Linked DNA regions of Danio rerio: region 2 is linked to region 1. Evidence: chromatin contacts called from public Hi-C data. All regions are on one chromosome and are shown on one strand. Each heading gives the region's core, a stretch centred on a gene start, on an enhancer-like site or on the middle of the called end of the contact. The rest is flanking DNA. Distances are from core to core; before and after follow the strand shown. Region 1 holds the start of rpl7l1 (ribosomal protein L7-like 1). Region 2 holds the start of heca (hdc homolog, cell cycle regulator).

Region 1 (4,068 bases), core at 609-3,108:
GGTGGTGGAGGTCTCTTTTTGAGTCTGGCGAGCCTGGTCTCATCTCGATGCTTTCTCCTGCTGTTTTGCAAAAACTCCTCCAAGCGCTTAAACTTGAAGGGGATTCCTTTTTGGACCTGGTGAAATATTTAGTTTATTAGTTTGTTTTTGAAGTAATTATTGGACTATTAACACATAGAAGAATTCTTACCCTTTTCTTCTGCTGTAAAGCAAGTTTAGCTTGATTGGCTTTGATAGCCTGGTATGCCTTGCGTTTCTTGAGAAGATTCTCAGGAACAAGCTTGATCACTTTCTCAGTTCTGAACAAAAGATATCAATGTTTTAATACAAACTTTATAAGACCTTATACAATTCATTATCTGCATGGCTTCAATCTACTATTATTTTGTTTATGATGAGGTTAAATGTTTTATTTAAAGACAAATATAAAGATAAAACCTGTAAAGAGAATCAACAGACAATGCTCTTTAATTTAAAGGAATGGGCAGCAAGAAGTTGACTCAGTGATGTAACCACACTTATCTGTAAATTAACACTCTGTCTACTGATTTTACTTGTTAAACACAACAAAATATACATCACTGAACATAAAAGCTTTTGCTATTATTTTTATTGTTGCTTTTAATTAAAAAAAAGTCTCACAACTGTTAGCAAATGCTACGACAAATAAGCTAAAGCATGATAACTGACTATAAAACGGTAGCATCATTACATTCAATATGACTAGTATCCTTTTTTATTAAATTGAAGAATAATAACATCACTCACTGCATTGAATAAAAAAATACAAGAAGAAAAAATAAGAAAAACACACAAAACAACAAAAACTTTACAAAGCCTAAATAATTAAGAAAAAAATATTATCATGAGTTTTAAAAAACTTATTATTTCTATTATTATTATTAATAAGCTTAAGAGATTCAATATTGAAATAAATGTCAGCAAGGAAAGTATTAAATCTAGGTATTGCCTTTAGGAACTTTTGTGTCTACGACTAGTATCCTCACCACAGATAATTTTATCAAGAAATATCATTGATGTAGTTTTAATCAGTTTATTGAGACATAGTTGATTTTATATTCACAAATTCGTTATGTTTATCGATACATTGTTTACCTATTAAAATATTCGGTCTGAAATCGCATGCAAGTATGCCTTCAAAACAACATTAGCACTATTTGAGAGTTGTTGCCTGCTAATATGATTTCCCTGTTTTGAATCTGCAAAAAAAAAAATTTCCCAAGTTAATTTATTCAAAAGAAAGTCTGAATGTGCGAAAACAACCAAATTTACCCAGATTAAATTATCTGTTCGCATATCTTTGAGGCATCTCTGTATTTATTATTAGTGTTGGTTTACTTATTTTTTAATTTCTTTTAAAGCACTGTCCAAACACAAAATCATTAGCGTATGTCACCATATGTTTAAGTTGGTGGCATCGGTGCCACTGCTCTGAAATGTTAATCTGGAGCCCTGCCATCGAACTCCAAAACTACAAATAATTCCGTGACAGTACGTCCATTGTAAACATCTACACATGACAGAACAGCCAGACAGTCTTTAAGATCTAAAGTAAAATTACAACAAAAAAAAAACAATAGTAAAAACAACTTTCATGTTAGTTCAGGTAGACTAGAGTCGATCCATGTGAAAACAAACTTTAACTAATCACCCTCATCACATTGTGTCATCCGGATAAATTTTGTATCCAACAATCTATACACACTATATAGACGCTGAAAACGAAAAAAACTAGATAATAGTTTTGATCTTCATCACAGATTGATTAAGATTCGAAATAAGTAAAATACGCACCCTGGTTCTGCCATCGCGTTTGCTGTGACAAATTCCCGTCGCACAAAGATGACGTTTTGTTTTTTCCTTTTTTTGTGTAATACTGCCCCCTTTCGCTCCGGAGTGTCTATTACATTTCACTCACTGCCACTGATATCAGATAACTCACGTTCATCACCATGTGATTACTACTTCATCGACAATTTGCTTTACATTTCACACATAAGCTTTAAGAAGTTACGTGACAAACTAATGAAGTTTTCCCTTCTGCAGGCTGTCAATTCTTACATTTCTTAATTTAAATATGCATTATTAAGCATGTATGAAAACTAATAGCCTACACTATTAGTGCAGATTTTCCTAAATAACTTAACAAAAACAAACAAAAAAAAACTATTTCCTCAAGACAAACTTAAACGTTGTGTTGAAAAAGCCTGACCAATAGGTTTGAAGCTATTTTAAAGCTCAAAGTTTAAAAGGTTTCACGGTGGCACAGTGGGTATTACAATCGCCTGACAGCAAGATGGTTGCTGGAGTCTTGGCTGGGTCAGTTGGCAAGTCTGCGTGGAGTTCGCATGTTCTTCCCGTGTTCGTGTCGGTTTCCTCTACAATCAGACATGCGCTATAGGTGAATTGGGTAGGCTAAATTGACCATTGTGTACGTGTGTGAATGAGAGTGTGAGGGTGTTTCCCAGTGATGGGTTGCAGCTGTAAGGGCATCCGCTGCATTAAACATATGCTGGATAAGTTGGTGGTTCATTCCACTGTGGTGACCCCAGATTAATAAAGGGACAAAGCAGAGAATGAATGAATTTACAAGCAGTTTTACAGCTTAAAATTTTAAGGTTTTATATTTTATTAGCAGGAGAGATAGATGTTAATATGTTGTACCATATTACTACCATTACCGCCAGCCAGCCTGTTTATAAGTATGTTATGATATGTTTACATCATGTCATTAACAAAAACTGTGTTTTTACAGTTTTAACAAGGTGCTACGATATTGATATATGTTTGCTTGCTTGGTTTGGGACTTGTGGAGCTGTGCATCAAGAGATTTTCTCTTCATTGTTTGGACTTTCAGCAGTGAAAATTAATCGACACTGAACTGAACTAAACTGAACTTCAACTCTGAAAACTGGACTCACATAGTTTCAATTGACGAGAACTTCTATGTTAAGCTGCTTTGACATAATCTACACTGTAAAAGCGCTATAGAAATAAACATGAATTGAATATCATGTTTTGCAAGTTGGCATATTAATCACCCTGTAACTTGTTGCTAGCAAGTTTAGTGTTTCTAAAATCTTTAGCGTGTTCTTGCACATTGCTAACATTTTTTAACAAGTTGCTGACATGTTTTAGGATTCTCAATGGCATTGTCGCAAGTTTTATCATCTTATTCAGAAAACCAATTCTCTTAGAAAAGATATAGCAGCCTTATTTATTTCTAAGCTTAAAGACGCACAGTAAGTAAAAAGAACAATATGTAGGCTTTTAATTCATCTTTTTTTCTATAGCGCTTTTACAATGTAGATTGTGTCAAAGCAGCTAAACATAGAAGTTGTAGTAAATTGAGAGGCAGTTCTGTGTTTACAACCCCAACACAATGACATGTGTAATTAGGTTGAGTCTAATGGGGTTGAGTTTTTAAAACAAAGTGACCTCTGCTCCTCGTGGTTTAAAAGAGAAGGCCTGTATGGCAGCAATTAAACAAGAATATGTTATATTGTTTGAAAAAAAAAACAAAAAAAAAATCATATTCCATTTTAATTTTACGTTACGGGGTTGAATTGATAAGCTTGACCGTACCCTTCCTAACTATAATAAACATAAAAAATGTAAATAAATTAAAATACATCTTGCCTTCTTTTGCACCATGCTGTTAAAGAAAGTTATGTCACTTTCTGTCTGAGATGTCATTTAAGAGTGGAGTCTAAATTGGTATAGGTGGAGAATTGCTGGCGTGACGGGGTTGAGTTTATATTGAGGGACATAACTTTGTAGTCTGCTTTTTTATTTTAAAAAATCATATTTTTTTTATTTTATTTTTATTTATCAACAGAAAAGAACACAAATAAATAGTTTGAATTTTAAAAAAATGTAGACACTGTGTGCTTTTTATAATTTTATTTCTACATGCAATTGTAAAGAAATGACAAATAGCTTGGTTTGTGACAGAAATATTATATTTTTTATGCTAATAATGCTTTTAATGTACATTTTTGATTCATTATAATATACAAAGTAAATCAGTGAAAAATGCTTTTAAAA
Region 2 (4,068 bases), core at 560-3,059, 140 kb after region 1:
ACCCCACAAGGTTTTAAAAAAAGTAATGAAAATTACATTTACATTTAGTCATCTAGCAGACATTTTTGTCCAAAGCGACTTAAGCTGCAGTCATGCTAGAGCTTGTGCTTGCAAAATTCTGTTGTACGGTACTGGGAAAAAGGGGCGGGGTTAAACAATATGATTAGACATTAATAACAGTGAGCGATTGCTCCATATTTGAAATTTCTTATTTTAAATTATCTTCTATTGGTCTCACGCAGGGTGACGCGGTGGCAAAGTAGGTAGTGACGTCACCTCACAGCAAGAAGGTTGCTGGTTCGAGCTTATGCTGGGTCAGTTGTCATTTCTGTGTAAAGTTTGCATGTTCTCCTCCCATTTGCGTGGGTTTCCTCCGGGTGCTCCGGCTTCCCCTACAATCAAAAGACATGCGGTACAGGTGAATTGGGTAGGCTAAATTGTCCGTAGTGTATGAGTGTGAATGAGTGTGTATGGATGTTTTCCAGAAATGGGTTGCAGCTGGAAGAGCATTCGCTGCATAAAACATATGCTGCATAAGTTGGCGGTTCATTCTGCTGTGGCAACCTCAGACTAATAACGGGACTAAGCCGAAAAGAAAATGAATGAATGTTCTCACGCAATCACCTGATGTGATTTCGTAGGTAAGAATACACCAAGCCTGAACTTTTGAATGCAGTGAAATGCGAAGCACGTGCTTGCGTTTTTTGTCTGTTGCATTCGCATGCATGAATAGAAGTCTATGGAGCAAAAAGTGCAGTGTGATCACGACTTTACAACAGAACTACTTTTATCTACGATTACTAGTTTAACAAACTATTAAGATTATTTAAAAGTAGTTTGACAAATATCTGTATATTGGAATTGAGGTTAGTTGTTTTTACTTCTTTTCTTTTCTTGGTCAAAAACATGATCTCACAAGATTAGTGCTGTGTAAGCATCAACTATTTTACATAGATATAAAAAAATAAATTGAAACTATTGTGTGCTTTATGATATGCTGCAATAAATTTAAACGTTTCATATGATTTACCATGTATATGTAGACATTACATGAATGATTAGGTCATGAAAATTGACTTGAAAGTCCAGGAAAAGTCGTTGAACTTTTGTAGTAAAACCCTGTGTTAAATTTCATTTTATCTACTTATTGTAATGTATTTATTTATTTGAAACATTTTTTTTCTATTTTAACCTATTTGGTATTTATTTCTTATAACGGGTATTACATTTTGGATGATTTGCTAGCTTATATTTATTTTAAATGTAAATTTATTTTATTTCCTATTTGTTTGTTTTATGTACTGATTTTTTAGCATTATGTTTCATTGTGTATTTGAGTATTTATTTATATCTAGTCCCTTGTAGTCCTCTGGGGGTCCCAGAACCCCAGTATAAAAAGATGTAAAGATTTAAGTTACAGAACTTAAAGTGGTTCACTATATCACCTATTTAAAAACTTCAAATTAAAACCTTGAATCACCTCTAACAGCACGTCCATCATCACTCACGAATCCATATGCGGTGGCCGAGCATTTATAACTTCTAATAAATTTAGCAGCGTGTCGATGATTATCTACTCGGGACTCCCTCTTAGTCTGTGCTATTAATAACTCTGAGCTGTGGGTCTGGATCAGAGATGGAGGCGGAGCCAGAGGAACATTCTCTCTTCAGAGCAGGAATCAAAACAAGAGAGGGACACGCCTTCTTCAGGGTGTACCTCTGCTGTCAAGACTGCCTGCACAAATCTGGAGGATGATGATGAAGAAGAAGATGATGATGATGGTGATCCAGCTCTAACATCTGCATCTTACGCGCGTTAACATCCTTCAATCCGTCCTCGACATGATATCCGCAGAAATGCTCGGTCGCGGTCGCTGACAGGCTGCATTCATACTGAGCGCTCCATTATGCCCAACCAAAAAAGCAACAAGGGGAAGAGAAATAAACGCACGAATAGTAGCGGGGACGAGCAAGAAAATGGAGCCTCTGCGTCTGGGGTTACGGGAGGAACTGCCTCGGCGTTGACCGGAGCCACGGCGGGTCCGCCGAGCGACAACAGAAGCGGTAAGAACCGACCGTCACTTCACTTCAGTCAGGGTTCGAGCAATAGGTGCGTTTCCCTAAACGTGCACGCGCGCCTTCCCTTCCTCAAATGTTTTCTCACTTGCTGCAACTTGTTTCGCGCGCGTGTCATCACCACCATCACTGTTGTTACGACATTAGCCCGGAGATTTCCGCGCTTTCACTTGTCGTCCTGCAACTGTAAGGTGGTTGTGTTTAGGCCTTGCTCAAGGGTACATGCACTTGACATGGAGCTACATGTGATCTGGGCATTGAATGTTGTGTAATGGCAGGTCATGTCAATATAGTGACGCACTGTTTGGGTGTTTAATTATGCATAGAATGGCACGGGCTCTTGAGGTGGAGGAAATGCTTGCTTGTATTTTGAGTGGGTGATGTTGTGAGATGGAATAGCAGACTGCCAGGTAATCCTTATTTATTTCTAAATAAAAGTATTCATTCATGTTTATTCGTTTAAAACAACTGAAATTGCTGTCTGGCAGATTGTTCAGGTTGTGTGTTTTTACCTTGAGGAAAAATACAAAAATCTTTTGCAGAAGTGTAGACTGAAGCTTGCATTTATGAGTGAAGCAGAGCAACAGAGCCTTTCCTTCTGCGCTCAAAGCATTCTTTAAAGGCATAGTCCTCTCAAAAAATGAAAATTTACTGCTATTTTACTCACCCTGCAAGTTTTTGCTGACTTGTTGTTGTTCTGTAGAACATTTAAAGTTTTAAGTTGAATCCATCATGAAATGTATGAAAAGTCATCAGCTACCAGGGATGGACCACCATAACTTTCTGACGGTATGATAACCTTGGATAAAAATACCACAGTATGTCTGTATTGTGATTACTGCTCTAAAATAAATACATTTTTAATGTCTGAGTAAAAAACAACAACTTTCCCCCCATTGAACACAATTTATTTGATTTTAGGAAACATATTATAATATTTTGGAGCAGTAAACATGTCAGGCTAAATAATTCAAATTAATCATTGACTTCTCTATCCTCATTAGTTTCAGTGACACAGATATATTTACAACACATAAACACCCATACACATACCATAGGAATGGTATTACTGATTTTTTTTTTTTTTTTGCAGATTTAAAACCTTGACTTTTCCAAACCACGGTAAACCTTGAAACAGGTTACCATACACTGCCTAACCAGTTCAGCACTTTGAGTTAAAAAAACTCCAGCCAAAATAGAATAGAATGAATACTGTTTCTTGCACTGACTGATTGCTTCACTTCATAAGAAATCTGTGTAATTTTGCTTTACCTGTATTTTTGTTTACATTTTTTTGGACCATTAGAGTCCCAATCTCTATTGACATGCATTTTAGGAATCCCTGAATATTCAGCTCAAAATTAGCATCACAGTTTATTTTGGCGGTCCGTTTGTTGATTTTAAGTTACATTGCATCTACATGCCAACTAATTCTCATTAGATTATAAGTAGACTGTTAGGTTGACATGTACTTGCAAAGTTTCTTATAGTCAGTTAAATGTCTGTTGAATGAGCATATCAACAGATATTAAGCAGACAGTCTACTATTACTCAAATGCAATGGTTCTCAAAGTGGGGGTCGGGGGACACTGAAGGGGGGTCGCCTGGTGATTTCCAAAAATCTATAAATTTTTATTAATCTATAAGAATGACCATATTTTATCCATAACCTACTGAAGAGAAAAAATAGTTGTTTATAGTTACTAGTTCTGTTGGATTGCAACCCCTGGGGTAATTGCATTATATTAAAGACACAGCAGTAGCGTCAGATGCAGCTGATTGATTTCATAACACCAGGTTAAACTTTCTGGCCCATTTATAGCACTGGCATGCATTAAAAAATAAACAATGAATAGACTTGGGTCCATTGGTGTGTGTGCCCCATTGTATGCAAGGTTTCTGTATTTATAACCACTTCAGAGGATATTAGTGGTGAGTCACTGGCATTGTCATTTTGGGGGTTGCGGGCTGAAAAGTTTCGGAACCACTGCT

What was found. A called contact is a pair of places that touch in the nucleus more often than the background predicts.
Region 2: a contact with region 1 is called in a Hi-C map of hematopoietic stem cells, with 2.7 times the contacts expected there. The contact joins the promoter of heca here to the promoter of rpl7l1 in region 1. A contact is called at or near these places in 3 of 18 Hi-C or Micro-C datasets (caudal fin, hematopoietic stem cells and an unstated tissue) and 4 of 4 datasets of contacts at active chromatin or transcription factors (caudal fin, embryo, gastrula embryo and 1 more).

What each region holds. Positions count from the first base shown.
Region 1 is chr20:39,946,423-39,950,490 of GRCz12tu, forward strand. It overlaps rpl7l1 (ribosomal protein L7-like 1), which reads right to left and starts at 1,859. Exons shown (of 6, transcript NM_199590.1): 1 at 1,816-1,859; 2 at 191-299; 3 at 1-116. The coding sequence starts at 1,829.
Region 2 is chr20:40,087,606-40,091,673 of GRCz12tu, forward strand. It overlaps heca (hdc homolog, cell cycle regulator), which reads left to right and starts at 1,810. Exons shown (of 4, transcript NM_001045126.2): 1 at 1,810-2,064. The coding sequence starts at 1,908.